Regions from separate parts of the Mus musculus genome. Here region 1 is linked to region 2. A link is a contact called in public targeted proximity ligation data. All regions are on one chromosome and are shown on one strand. The core of a region is the stretch at or near the end of the contact, and the rest is flanking DNA. Distances in the headings are between cores, read along the strand shown.

Evidence for each region.
Region 1: a contact with region 2 is called in a targeted proximity ligation map of bone marrow-derived dendritic cells, with 5 times the contacts expected there. A contact is called at or near these places in 3 of 484 Hi-C or Micro-C datasets (bone marrow-derived macrophages, embryonic stem cells and nephron progenitors), 12 of 130 datasets of targeted methods (the HPC-7 cell line, bone marrow-derived dendritic cells, bone marrow-derived macrophages and 6 more) and 1 of 9 other capture datasets (adipose tissue).

Annotation. Positions count from the first base shown.
Region 1 is chr19:6,864,674-6,872,553 of GRCm38.p6, forward strand. No RefSeq gene overlaps it. Among named protein-coding and RNA genes, the nearest start is that of Ccdc88b, 10 kb to the left of the region's middle.
Region 2 is chr19:6,661,871-6,668,689 of GRCm38.p6, forward strand. No RefSeq gene overlaps it. Among named protein-coding and RNA genes, the nearest start is that of Gm32245, 98 kb to the left of the region's middle.

The sequences.
Region 1 (7,880 bases), core at 3,683-6,182, 200 kb after region 2:
AAATTCCTCAGCTGTATTTATCTTGAGCCTACTTCCTTGTCCTAGCCCAATGTCAAATATTCTTGCCAATATCCTTGAAGCAGCACCAAGAGCTCTCCACATCTCCCCTTTTTTTGTTTCATAAACAAGACTACATCTGTCTTAGGATATTCTGACAAGAATGCCTTCCTTATCTGTCACTGAAAATGTATTAGCCAAGGCAATGAAGTTCTGTCTTAGGTTGGTAAGGCTCTGTGCAGAATCCTACTTGTCATTGACTGCCAGTCTGTTAAACTAGTGACTCTGTCTGGGGATCCACTTTACATTTCAAGCCATGTAGTTTGGCCACTAACATATTGATGCTGTTAGAGGCAAGTTTTATCAAAATGGGCAAGAATAAAAGTATTCCCAGGACAAGAAAGGCTAACATGATCAAACTATATATGCCATTCTTGACTGACCTTAAGCCATGAATAATTTTATCAGAAATATCCACAGCGCCGGGTGGTGGTGGCACACACCTTTAATCCCAGCACTTGGGAGGCAGAGGAAGGTGGATTTCTGAGTTTGAAGCCAGCCTGGTCTACAGAGTGAGCTCCAGGACAGCCAGGACGATACAGAGAAACCCTGTCTCGAAAAACCCAAAAAATAAAAAAAAATTAAAAATTAAAAATATATATATATATATCCACAGCATCAAAAATCAGTGGAGCAGCATTCTTCAAATTCATAATCTCTGTATGCAACGTTAAAACATCCAGAGAGAGCCGGGCAGTGGTGGCACATGCCTTTAATCCCAGCACTTGGGAGGCAGAGGCAGGTGGATCTCTGAATTCAAGGCCAGCCTGGTCTATAGAGTGAGCTCCAGGACAGCCAGGGCTACACAGAGAAACCCTGTCTCAAAAAAAAAAAAAAAAAAAAAAAGCAAAACAAAAACAAAAAAAACAAAACAAAAACAAAAACAAAAATCCAGAGAGGAGAGAGGTGTTAGAATTATGTCAAATACCCTGCAAGTGTCTTTGAATTTTCTCCCATTTATAGTGACTGTCATTATAAATTTTAGAAGTAACATAAATCCATTGGTATTTAGCATGATACTCGAGATGGCTTCTTACTCTGAAATTCTGAACCTCCTCTCCAATAATTTGAATAGTATCATAAAAAGCATCAGTTTGGGCTGGAGAGGTGGCTCAGTGGGTAAGAGCACTGACTGCTCTTCCAAGGGTCATAAGTTCAAATCCCAGCAACCACATGGTGGCTCACAACCATCCTTAATAAGATCTGACGCCCTCCCTCTTCTGGTGTGTCTGAAGACAGCTACAGTGTACTTAGATATAATAATAAATCTTAAGAAAAAAGCATCAATTTGTTTCTCCAAAATCCTATCTAAATACTAAGAGTATTAGTAACATTTTTTTGCTAAGTGATTAACAAAATGGGCTGTCTTAACTTCTTGCCTCAAAACAATTGCAGAAGCAGTGGTGCTAGTGATTATTGTTATGTAATCAAAGCTGCCTCCCGGTAACAATCAAACCCAATACTGTTAGCATTTTGTCTAAGCTCTGTCCCACAGTTCCCTGGCAACAGCCAGGTGTGCCTGACTCTCTATAAAAGGGGCTGCTTGCCCCCTCCTCCCTCTCTCTTGCTCTTGCCTTCCTGCGCCTCTACTTCTCTTCTCTTCTCTTCTCTTCTCTTCTCTTCTCTTCTCTTCTCTTCTCTTCTCTTCTCTTCTCTTCTCTTCTCTTCTCTTCTCTTCTCTTCTCTCTCTCTCTCTCTCTCTCTCTCTCTCTCTCTCTCTCTCTCTCTCTCCCTTTCTCTGCCTCTACTACCCTCTCAACTCCCCTCCCCATACTCTGAATAAACTCTTTTCTATACCATTCCTTCTCTGGCTGGTCTCTCAGGGGGAAGGGATGCCTCATTATGGGCCTGCCGAGGAATCCCCTTCCCTAACACCTCACCACACATCCACCAAAACATATCCCCCCCTCTTTATCTTTTTATAAACACATCAATTACCCTCTTGCTTCTACTTAAAACCTGACTCACTTCTTCTTATATTTGTAAACCTTTTTCAGAACACCAAGGTTCAGATAAATTTACAGGAATCATGACAGAAGCTGGTTGATGTGCTACCATTACAGATAGACCATTGTACAGCACAGAAACACGATTGGGCAAAAAACAATTAAAACAAGAAATATTGGGCTGGTGAGATGGTTCAGTGGGTAAGAGCACTGACTGCTCTTCCAAAGCTACTGAGTTCAAATCCCAGCAACCACATGGTGGCTCACAACCACCCATAATGAGATCTGATGCCCTCTTCTGGTGCGTTTGAAGACAGCTACAGTGAACTTATAATAATAAATAAATCTTTGGGCTGGAGCAAGTGGGGTTGGCCAGAGCAAGCAGAGGTTCTAAGTTCAATTCCCAACAATCACATGAAGGCTCACAAACATCTGTACAACTACAGTGCGTACTCATATACATAAAATAAATAAATCTTTAAAAACAAAACAAAACAAGAAACATTGAACTCATTTTCAGAGCCAATAACAAAGGTAACATTCCCATTAGGTGGGACAAAGCAGAATGTCACATTTATCTTAACCCCAGAACCTGTTCCATTTTTACCCACAGCAAACATAATATCATACAAGGCAACTGTCAATTTTCAAATATGCCTTTGAAAATGTCTAGAATCAGCCCTCCAAATACCCACCGTCTTTTCCTTTTTTCGAATATTGAATTGATTTCCAGACCAGTCCGTGATTGAGTCAGAATAACTGAACACATCAAAGGAAAGAGAAGGGTCATTCTAACCTCTCTATTTGATTAATTTTTTTGAAGGCAGTTTCCACAGTCTCCACATTCTCTGTCCCACGAAGTCTAAAAGCTTGAGGCAAGGCAGCTCGTCTAGTCTGGGATATAGGCAAGCAAAGGTGGGTCAGGAACATATGCCCAATACAGTTTCCCTGTCACCACTGTCAGGGCACTCAGCAAGCTCACAGTCAGCATCATTCTTTGTCCCAGCGTCAGCTTGTCTCACCAATTGCTTTGGCAGCCACCGAGCTCCTTCAGCATCCTTCGAAAAAACACTAACATGCCCTCTTCTTCATGTTAATCCCCAATGGGGACCATGCCATATGCCGGTAAGTGGATCCTTCCATTTCACCTAGACATAAGTATGCCGAGTTGTAAGGTGCCATAAACACTCAGCAGCAGAGATTTCCTTAGCATCCAAGGTCAAAATAAATTCTGTTTTATGTAACTGATTTTTTAGAGCTCTGTGGTCTCTCTGTCCTTGAAGACATGTGAGTTAGAAATATAGTAAACAGGGGTCTGGTAGACAACAGGAGTAGACTCATGACTCTGAGACCTAGTAAAAACTATTGGTTTGGATTACAAGGCACAGAACATTTTTTGCTTGATCCAGAAGGCTGGATCTACAGATTGAACAGAGATGGTTTTAGCATGGTGGGAAGTATCTTTAAGTTCATATTAAGAAGACAACCGAAGGGGAATTAAAATGCTTGGGATTGAATTGTAAACTGCCAATGTTCCATTAGCTTTATATATATTTAACAATAATTTTTAAAAGTTTCTTTTGCAATATCAGAGCATAACCATAATTTTGGAAGACAAAACCAATTTTTAACAGTGTAAACAATCGAGTCTCTCTAAAATCAATACCAAGTGCATTATTTTCATGTTACAAAGTTTGGTGCCAGTTCTTGTATATGAATGCATGACAGTGCAACTTCTAATACCTCATTAAAGAAACATTGTTTTAAATTCTATCTTTTATAAGTCCGGTTTCTAGGACAGAAATTACATATTGGGTGGGGGAGCGTGTGGGGGACTTTTGGGATAGCATTGGAAATGTAAATGAAATAAATACCCAATTTAAAAAAAGAAATTACATATTATCCCAATTTAGAGACATATTTCCCTGGGTTGGCTCATGCCATGTGTTCTGTTGCCCAAAATGACTCCAACCCTGAGTTTCCAGGTTTTTTTTTTGGGGGGGGGGGTTGTTTTGTTTTTAATTTATTGACGACCTTCCCCAGTAGAAACACTGTTCCTTTTTTTTTTTTAAGGAAATTTATTGTTATATGTAAGTACACTGTAGCTGTCTTCAGACACACCAGAAGAGGGCATCAGATCTCATTACGATGGTTATGAGCCACCATGTGGTTGCTGGGATTTGAACTCAGGACCTTCAGAAGAGCAGTTGGTACTCTAACCGCTGAGCCATCTCTCCAGCCTGAGTTCCCAGTTTTAAGCCAACTTTCTGTTGCCAATGTTACAAAATTTTAACCATACCCAATAACTTATAAGCCAATAATCTGTAACCACATGCAGAACATATTTATACATTTAGGACCAGTCAGAAAAAAAACATGTAGCAGCTACCCATATTTACATATTTAGGTTAGACAGACAGAATTTTCTTAGTTTTTTTTCTAGCTGTAATTTCTTTTGTTGTTGTTGTTTCAAGACATGGTTTCTCTGTGTAGCCCTGACTGTCCTGGAACTTACTCTGTAGACTAGGCTGGCCTCGAACTCAAAAATCCGCCTGCCTCTGCCTCCCAAGTGCTGGGATTAAAGGCATGTGCCACCACTACCCAGTTCTAGCTGTAATTTCAAGAGAGGAACACCTTGTCACCTTCTAAACCCAATAGTCACAGTCAGATTTTTGTAGGAGAAACAGCTTCCTCACAGAGAAGTTTATGAAACACAGAGCAACAATCAAGAAACAAAATGAAACCACAGACATAAACTGACAGGCATGGACAGACTGGCACTCCAAAGATAGACATTAGCCAAAGAGGGAAGAGAACCAGATGTCTCACCAAAGGGACCCAGAACCAGGACTAGGCAGAGAGGAAGCCAGAGGACTAGGCAGAGAGGAAGCCAGAGGACTAGGCAGAGAGGAAGCAGGCAGGACGTCTCCTGACCTCCTCTTGACCCTAGGAGAGCGCTGGGAACAGCTTACTTTCACTTTCCTTCTCTTTCACCAAAGCGTGAAACACTTCCGGGAGGGGGGTGACTGAAACCCACTTCTCCCTCTCACGTCTAAACTCTCTCTGTCTATGGGAATTTTTTCAGGACCATGTGTTGGATAGTAAGTACCCTGTCATCCTCTCTCCTGCTTTCTTCCATGTCTGTAAATTTATCATATCTTCCTCAGGGAACCAGGGACAAATTTCTTTTTTTTTTTTTTTTTTTTTAGTTCTGAGTTTTTATTTATTTTTTTTCCATTTTTTATTAGGTATTTAGCTCATTTACACTTCCAATGCTATACCAAAAGTCCCCCATACCCACCCACCCCCACTCCCCTACCCACCCACTCCCCCTTCTTGGCCCTGGCGTTCCCCTGTACTGGGGCACATAAAGTCTGCGTGTCCAATGGGCCTCTCCAGGGACAAATTTCTATAAAAAGCAGAAACTGGGTAAGCTGTTTTTGACTTATTTTCACTCCTCTAGATTTTAGCCTCTGAGCATATGTACAAAAAGCATTCTATTACCCTGCCCATCTTACACAGGGTTTACTCACCACTGGCCCAGATTTTCTTTATTTTCTTATGCACTGGCTTCCAATTCCTGAGATGTCCTTCACTGAGCCCTCACATTGTGGTAACCACCTGACCCGGCCCACTCAGTCAGTCAACAAGGTCTCCAGGGAGGGATCGAGGATTAAAGAAAGAAAAGACAGTTAGACACGATGATAGTATAACTCTAACAAGCACCAAAGCAGGTTTATTTTTTCCCAAGCTGCTTTTATATCACTCTTAAGTACATGCAAAACAAAGGGTCAGTTCTTGGTCAAGGAAAAACAAGGTATAAACAAAAGTCCCGCAATCATTGTATCCAGACTTTTGAGATGATCAAGATAAAAGGAACACTTTCCTCAGCTGTATTTATCTTGAGCCCACTTTCTTGTCCTAAGCCAATGTCAAATATTCTTGCCAATATCCTTGAAGCAGCACCAAGAGCTCTCTGCATGCTTCAACTGTCCACAATAGCTGATTATGATTTGCCTCGTGCTCTAGCAGAAGCATAGTTTTGCCAGCAGATAATTTCTGTGACTGTGTGATATCTACAATTCTGGGGACTTTTCAGAAGTTACATAAATGCTAGGGTCCCCGTAGGTGGGTTGCTGGTTAGTGGTCATTTTAGGGAAGTTGGTTGTAGCTTGTTAATAGTCATGGTCAAGAAAGAAACAAAAAGAAAGAAATTAGATTCAGGGATTTTCCTAACTCCTCCCTTCTCTCTATCCTTTTTTCTCTCCTGTCTAGTGTTAGGAAGTGAAACGGGGTGGTGGGAGATAAAGGGCGGGAGGAAAAGAACCCACAATGTAGCAAGACCAGAGAACCCACAATGTAGTAAGACCAAAGAACCCACAATGTAGCAAAGACCAAAGAACCCACAATGTAGCAAAGACCAAAGCTAAAAGGAGGATCAGAAGTTCAAGCTTACCCTTATCTACGTAAGGACTTCAAGGCCAGCCTGGGCTACATGAAGTTCTGTTTTAAAAACTCTGGGATCTGTGGCACAGACTTCTAATCCCAGCCACAGGGGAAGCTGAAGTAGAATGATGTCAAGCTCAACCCCCGCCTCTGCTTTGTAGTTAGCAGGTTCTAGACTCTGTTTCAAAATACAAAGGTGGTGGCGCACACCTTTAACCCAGCACTCAGGAAGCAGAGGCAGTCAGATCTTTGGGAATTCAAGGCCAACCTGGTCTATAGAGTGAGCTCCAGGGCAGGCAGGGCTACACAGAAGAGACCCTGTCTGGCAAAAATGAAACCAAAACAAACAACCAAACAAGCTACGAGTTATCTATCAGGTTTGGCTTGGTCTGGGACAAGATATCACTGTATAGCTGGGACTGGCTTCAGAGCCAAGATTCTCCTGCCTCAGGTTGCTAATTGCTGGGGTCACAGGCTTGTGTCACCCTTCCCACTGGTGGCAGATTTTAAAAGGGCTCAGTTCACATTGCTGTCCAGCAGAGGGACCCAAGAGAAGGGCAAGAAGCTGAGACCATCAGACAGACAAACGGATTGTGGACTCCACTATGCCCTCCTTGGGCGCACTACTAGGTCTGAACAAGGCCAGGCTGGGAAAGGCTGCAGCCTTCAGTTCTCTTCTGGTTTTGAGATTTCTGCATAGCCATGATCCAACAGGAAGGCCAGAAGGAGGGGGGCTCTGTGACTGGGGCCAGAGGCGTGGCCAGGCAGCCTCAGCCACAGTGAAACTGTTCCTCTCTAGCTGATTGACCTAGGGTCCCCCCTGGTGGGATGTGGCCTGGGTGCTTCCCCACCCTCTACTCAGGTGGTTCATGGCCCAGATTCAGAAACTCAAAATATGAAACAGCCTTGAGGGCTGGATGGCAGCTCCACAGAGACTCTCCTTCAAGCCACCTGGGGGAGAAACTGTTCAGGTTCAGAAATGCTCAGTGACCCATGCTGCCTAGGTAGGAGGCCAGATCCAGCTGGAATGTGAGTGCTCTGCCCATAGCTTACCAGGTGCCAACAACTCGCGTGCCACCCAGTGCCAGCTGCAGCTGCATCTGAAAGGAGTGAAGCCCAGCCCAGGCCTACCACCTGTCAATCAGCCAGACCTTCCTTCCTGTTCTCCCCAAAGTCTCACTTCTAGGGCACCTTCCCTGACTCTCCCCAAGGCTCTAGGCATCACTAGGACACAGACCTCCATCTCCTTCTGAGCCTTCTCCAATGGCCTCTCCCTGGAAGCTCTGTCTGTGACCTTCAAAGCCCTGAAGAAAAGGCCCCTCTACCAGGCATGGTGGCACATGCCTTTAATCCCAGCACTCAGGAGGTAGAAGCAGGCAGACCTCTGAGTTTGAGGCCAGCCTGATCTACAGAGTGAGCTCCAGGACACAC
Region 2 (6,819 bases), core at 2,316-4,815:
AAGACTCCTACCAATAAATGTTAGCCTATCTTGGGTGTTTCATTACCATAACAGCAAGTGGACTGATACAGGAGACCTCTGCAGGCTGGGAACTCTACCCTGTCCTCAGTCCTGAGGTTCTGCACCAAGTATTTTACCCACCCTCTATTGTGGAAGCGGAGGGTTTTCTTAGGTCCTGTAAGTGATGATCAGCCCTCCCTCCCTACTCTGCATCCTCTGCAAACCCCCCATCCCCCACACCATCTCCTGCAGTTCTTAACTACCAGGAACTGATGTAAATTTTACCCTGAATTTTGTCCCTGGCCATTACAAGTTGTAGTATAAGCAGCTATTCTGCCATCCTATGGCAGGGACCACCAGCAATGGATTCCCCATCACCACAATCAGGTCCCCTTCCCAAGGCCTGTCAACTGAGAAGGGTCCCATGAGTATAGATGTCCCTCTATGCAGGGATGCACAGCACAATACGGCTGCACATCAAACGCTACACAGAATGGATCCCTACTTTGGAATGCTTAGAAGCAGAGCCTGGGACCAGGGTTTGCTAGAGGCCAGCCGGCTGGGACAAGTCCCTAGAGGGTAAGGGCAAAGGTCAGGGAAGGGAGGGGCTCAATAAACACTGTGGATTATCTCTCTCAGAATGAGTGTTGAAGTTTAATCCCCATTATGAGAGATTAAGAGATACAGGGCTCTCCCTCCCAAGTGGATTAATCCACTCCTGTGATTAATGGATTGATGAGTTAGTTATCTCCAGAGTGGCCCTGTTATAGAAGCCAGCTGGCCAGATCTCAGGAGAGCCCTGCTTCTTGCCATGTGATGCCCTGTGCAACCTTGGGATTCTGCCAACAAGAACATCATAGATGCTGCCCCTTGACCTTGGACCAGACCCATGAGCCAAAATTAACCTCCTTTCTTGATTGCTTACCCAGCCCGTGGGTTTGTGTTATCAGCAACAGAAAAAGACTAAGACAGAAGGAATGTGACCTTAGAGCTAAGTCCAGCCCTGGACAGATCCAGGGAGGCTTGGGGACATCAGTTGTACACGAGACTTCTCCAGATCTGAGGGAGGGTCCAGCTTCCTGGCCATTGCATTAGTTAGCCATTGACTGTGGGCTATATCCAGAGCCTGCCAGACATGGCCCTCCGTGGAGGGCCCTTCACCACAGAAGGGAGATCTGGTTGGGATGCCAGGAGAAACTGCCAGACAGAGCACGTATGTCCCAGAGCGCAGCCGTCTCCTCTGCTGCCTCAGGCTTATCCACTGATCAATCACCATTCCACTGTCTCTGGTGCGTGTCAGTCACCCATCCAACATGTCCCCAAGTAACAGGGGACACAAATCAAGTTCTGAGAGATGCCTCACTGTGATGACACCCTTCTGGCTTCCTGGAGGGGAAAACAAAAAACAAAAACCTTCCCCATCCCAGCCTACCTCTGGGGTGCCACCCTGACAATCCAGGGGGGTCATCTAGGAGCCGAATGGCCGAATGGGTTCGAAGCCACAGTGTTTCCTTAAAGCCTCCACTAATAAGAAGCAGGTTCCCCTGCGACCCGAGCATGAGCTGCATTTGAGCCCTGAGCTGCACCTCTCCCTCCTACCCACATTTATTCTCCAAGCACTGCTCCTGCCCCCACCCCCAGGCAGTGGTGCTACACTGGGAGCCAGGAACCAAGTGGTCGAGAGCGCCATCTGGTGGGTGAGAGGGCAAGTCACTAGAAGGGACGGGAGAGCCAGGATTGCGATCCATCTATCCCCATGCCTTATCGCAGAGAAGGCTAGGCAAGGAGCTAGGCTGCAACGGAATTAAAGGAAAAAGAGGAAAGGGAAGAGGGGCCAAGGAGCTTCCCCGGGGATGCCTGGACACCTGTTCCAGATGCCTCTGCCTGCCACTCGAGGGAATGGCAAATCACCCAGGACACACCCAGGTCACGCCGAGGTCAGTCTCTGCCCTTTCTCTCTCTTCTGGAGCATTTAAATCCGGTTTTTGTTGGTTGGTTGGTTGACTTGTTCTGAGGCAAGGTTTTATTTAGCCATGGCTTGCCTTGAACTCCTGATCCTTCAGCCCCATTCCTAGCCCCCACCCCCCACCCCCACCCCAAGTTCTGGGACCACAGGCATGTGCCACCATACATGGCTAAGGGGTCATGTAAAAATCCATTTGCAGGCTCATAAGATGATTCAAAGTGCCACAGAGACTGATAACCAGTGAATTCAATCCTGGGGTTCCTGCAAGCTGTCCTCTGACCACCACCACACATATGCACTGTGGCATGAGCAGGCACGCATACAGATACACATACACCAGATAAATATACACTTATTTTTCTAAATTCTGTCTGTTTATTTACAAGAAAACTGGTAAAAAGGTTTTCAGAAAAGGAGCCACGGTCATCTTCACCATCAGCAGCAGTATCCCCTTTGAGAAGGTTCCAGCTAGTGGGGTGTCTATGTAACCTCTCAGCCCTTTAGGGATCCCAGAGTCTGCTAAGCTGGCTAGAGGGTGGACGTCCGAGCTCTGACCTTCCCCTGTGCAGACACATCTGTGGGGCAGAATGGAGGCACTACACGGCTGGAGATGACACATGCCCTGGGCTCTTGCCCTCTGGTTCTGAGAAGGTGAGAGGAAGTGGCTCCATCTGCCCAGGAACACTTGTTAAAGGCGTACAAAGAGACCACCAAGTCTTTCACTTCTCAATTTATACACTTCTCCAAAAGCGTGGTGGTATCTAGAGCTAGCGGGGCTTTGGGGTTTGATCTCATTTTTTTGTATTTTTCAAGTTAAAATGCAGTTGGGAGCCCCAGGCATTGTGTGCCTTGGGACAGAAGAACATGTCATCCCCTGTGAAGAGCAAGCTCGATCAAGCCTGCACTGGGGGGTCTGCACACAGCGCTGTGTGGGCGCCACGGATCCCTGAGTGTCTTGCCATCCTTGCCTTTCTCACTCCCATGGCTCAGCGGAGGACCTGCCACAGAGGCAGTCACAACCAGCAACCTAAAACAGGTGCTGTCTGGCCCTCCACAGAAAAGGTTGGTCACTGGGCCAATAAGATGGCTCAGCTGGTAAGGGCACCTGCTTCGAAGCCTGATGACCTGAGTTTGGTTCCAGGGACCCACCTGGTAGAGAGGATGATTCTGCAGGCAGTCTTCTCCGAACACCTCACACGTGCTGTGGTGTGTACTACACAAGCACGTGAACACAACCAAAAGAAATAAATGTTAAAAAAATAAAAGGAAAAAAAAAGAAAAGTTGGTGACACCTTAAAAATTACAACTACACAATTACATGGAAAAATTACAGTGAATTGAGGTCTATGACATGAAGGTCCCAGCCAATGGCACCCAGGCAATGGAGAGGGAGAACAAGCCGTTGTTCCCTCAACACAACAGTTCACAACAACAACCCTAGATGGAAGTGGAGGTGCCTACAGGTGCCAAGTGGACCAACATCCACACAGGTGATGGAGATCAAGCCTCCTTCCCCAGGGCAGCAGGAGAGGAGGCCCAGCTGAAGCCGGACCCTGCACAACACCAGAACAGGCAGCAGGAACCACAGCTTTCACAAATAGGAACTAGAAAGACAAAAAAGGGGAAATGCTATTAAAAAGCTCTAAACGTAGCTGGGGGGCCTCGGGGGGTAAAGGCAGAACGAGGCCTGATGACCTGAGCTTTTATCCTCAGGACCCACACGTTAAAGGGGAGAATCGACTCCTCCAAACTGTCCTCTGACTTCCACCAGTGCACATGCGTGTACACACACACACACACACACACCTTTAATCCTAGCACCCCGAGTTGAAGGCCAGCCTGGTCTATACAGTGACAATCTGCCTCTGTAAAAAAAAATAAAATGAGTAAACTAGCTAGCTAACTAAGATGAGTCGAGGATGATGACACAGGCCTATAATCCCAGTCCTCGGGAGATGAAGGCAGAAAACCAGAAGTTCAAGGTCGTCCTTAGCCTGGAAGCGACTTAACTCATGGTTGGGCTGGGCTTCATGAGACTATGTCTTCAGTTAACTCATGGCTGGGCTGGGCTTCATGAGACTCTGTCTCAGAGGGGAAAGGTTAAAAATACGAGTGGAACTTGGGGTAGTGGTGGCACACGCCTTTATTTAATCCCAGCACTTGGGAGGCAGAGGCAGGTGGATTTATGAGTTCGAGGCCAGCCTGGTCTACAAAGTGAGTTCCACGACAGCCAGGGCTACACAGAGAAACCCTATCTTGAAAAACCAAAAAAAAAAAAAAAAAAAAAGAGTAGAACCTGAGACATGAGCAGTATGCTGATTTATCTTTATTTTAATCATGGGCGTCATGTTTAAATTGTTTGTCTGGGGGGTTGTTTGTTTTCCAGGCAAGCTTTTCTGTAGCCTAGGCTGGCCCCAAGTTCTTCATCTCCCTACCTCTAAGATGCACCAGTCTACCTCAGTGGCTCAGGCAACACTTAGTATCTTCGAGCTCCAAATCCACGGATTTAGCAAACGTTTGAGCTAAACTATTTAAAAAAAAAAAAAAAACCCCAGCATTTGTACTAAATATGAACAGACTTCTCTGTGCCGCTATTCTCTATTTACATAGCATTTGCATAGTATTGGGTCTTAGCAGAAATCTAGAGCCATTTTAAACTATAAGAGAGGATGCACCTAGGTTATATGCAAATATCATGCCATTTTATGCAAATAAGCATCTGCAGATTCCGTTGTGGGGAGGGCACCCTCTGCAGATACTGAAGGGCAGCTTTGTGTGGTTTAAGTATTCAAGGAGAAGGTGTGCTGAGCGCTCCTTTAATCCCAGCCTCCAGGCTGAGGCAAGCAGATGGTCTGTAAGTTCAAGATCAGCCTGGTCTACACAGCAAGATCCAGGTCTACACAACAAGATCCAGGTTAAGAAGCGAGCCCTGTTTTAAACAAACAAACTATTATTTATTTAAGTATAAATATTTAAATCAAACAATAACTTTAAAGTTTTTAAGATACATGAAAGGCAAGCAGGACAGCAATGCCTGCAATCCCAACACTCACAGAAGTCTGAGACAGGATTGCCACCATATCAAGGTCAGCCTGGTCTCCATAGTGAATACCAGACCAACCTGGGGCTGGAGAGATGGCCCAGCAGTTGAGAGCACGCACTGCTCTTCCAGGAGACCTGAGGTCAGCTGCTAACACCCATGCCGAGCAGCTCACAACTGCCTGTAACTCCAGCTGCAGGGACCACCCCGGGACCCTCCACAGTACACATGCGGAAATCAGAAGCAACCCTCAGGAGTCAGCTCTCACTACTATGTGGGTCCCAGGGATCAAACTGGGGTCGTTGGGCTTGGAGGCTGGCATCTTTACTGGATGAGCCATCTTGCTGCCCTGTGGTTTTTATAATTTTGTACACAGAAGCTCTAAGCATATCTGAAAAGACAAATCAACGAAACGGTGCTCCATTTGGCATCGCAAGAGTCTAAGATCAGGGTCAGCAAGATGGGTCAGCAGGTCACAGTGTGTGGAGGTAACAATAAACATTAAAAAAAAAAAAAAGACAAAAACCACAACAACAAAGAACTGTGTCCCCTCACTAACACTAGCCGCTGTTGGCGGATGCCTCCCCAAATCAACGCCCACCTTCTTCGTTGCTAGCAGAACCTTGACACTGTTTAGGTATCAAACCCACTTGCACAGACTTGGCAAAGATGCAATCCAGCCAATGAGCTGGGGGGATGGGAAGAGAAGGGGAAAGGTAGGATGGGAGAAGGCACTCCAGGAAGCGTGTCTGTGCTAGTCAGCATAGGTCAGCTGCTGTAACAAACACACCCCAGACCTCTATAGCTTAACACAGTGCTAGTCAGCATAGGTCAGCTGCTGTAACAAACACACCCCAGACCTCTATAGCTTAACACAGTGCTAGTCAGCATAGGTCAGCTGCTGTAACAAACACACCCCAGACCTCTATAGCTTAACACAGTGCTAGTCAGCATAGGTCAGCTGCTGTAACAAACACACCCCAGACCTCTATAGCTTAACACAGTGCTAGTCAGCATAGGTCAGCTGCTGTAACAAACACACCCCAGACCTCTATAGCTTAACACAGTGCTAGTCAGCATAGGTCAGCTGCTGTAACAAACACACCCCAGATCTCTATAGCTTAACACAGGCTATCCTAGCAAGCCCAACATAGACATTCTGGTTGGTGTCCAGCCTGAGGTGCTCCATCTCATCGGCAGGCCCAGGTCCTTCCATCCTGGAGCTCTGCCACCCTCAAATGAGGCCTGAATCGCTACGACCAGAAAAGCAGCGTGAGTGGCACCTGGTCAGATCAGGCCCCATGGTCACATGACCCTCTCAGCTGCAGAGAGAGCTGGGAAATGTCTTTCAGTCATGCCATAGGGAAGAAAATGAGTGTAATTAAAGCAAGAACTGAGCACTGCCTGGCAACAAGGCCCCATTGGTCCCTTCCTTCCATGCAGAGGACTCATCCAACTCTTACACTCTGAGAGTAAGGATTTTCATTGCTGTCACCAGACAGTTCCTTTGTACCAATGTCTTCACAGTTGACATGGGTGCTAGCGGGTCAGCCCCTCTCTGGAGTTTGTATAGCTTTGGCCAAAAGCCAGCTGCAAGAGTATGAACTGCCCTCCCGGGCATCTCTGTGAAGGGTCCCCAGTCTGGCCAGACAGGATGCCACCAGCCCTTGTCTTCTGATAGCTACAGAGTGAACTAACCATGAGATTCTTGTCACTGTTCAGGGGAAGAAAAGCAACAATCCAGGGGACCAGGGTCCCTTGCTCTTAGTGTGAGGACAGAGGCCTCTCTGATGGAGGACACACACAGCCCACA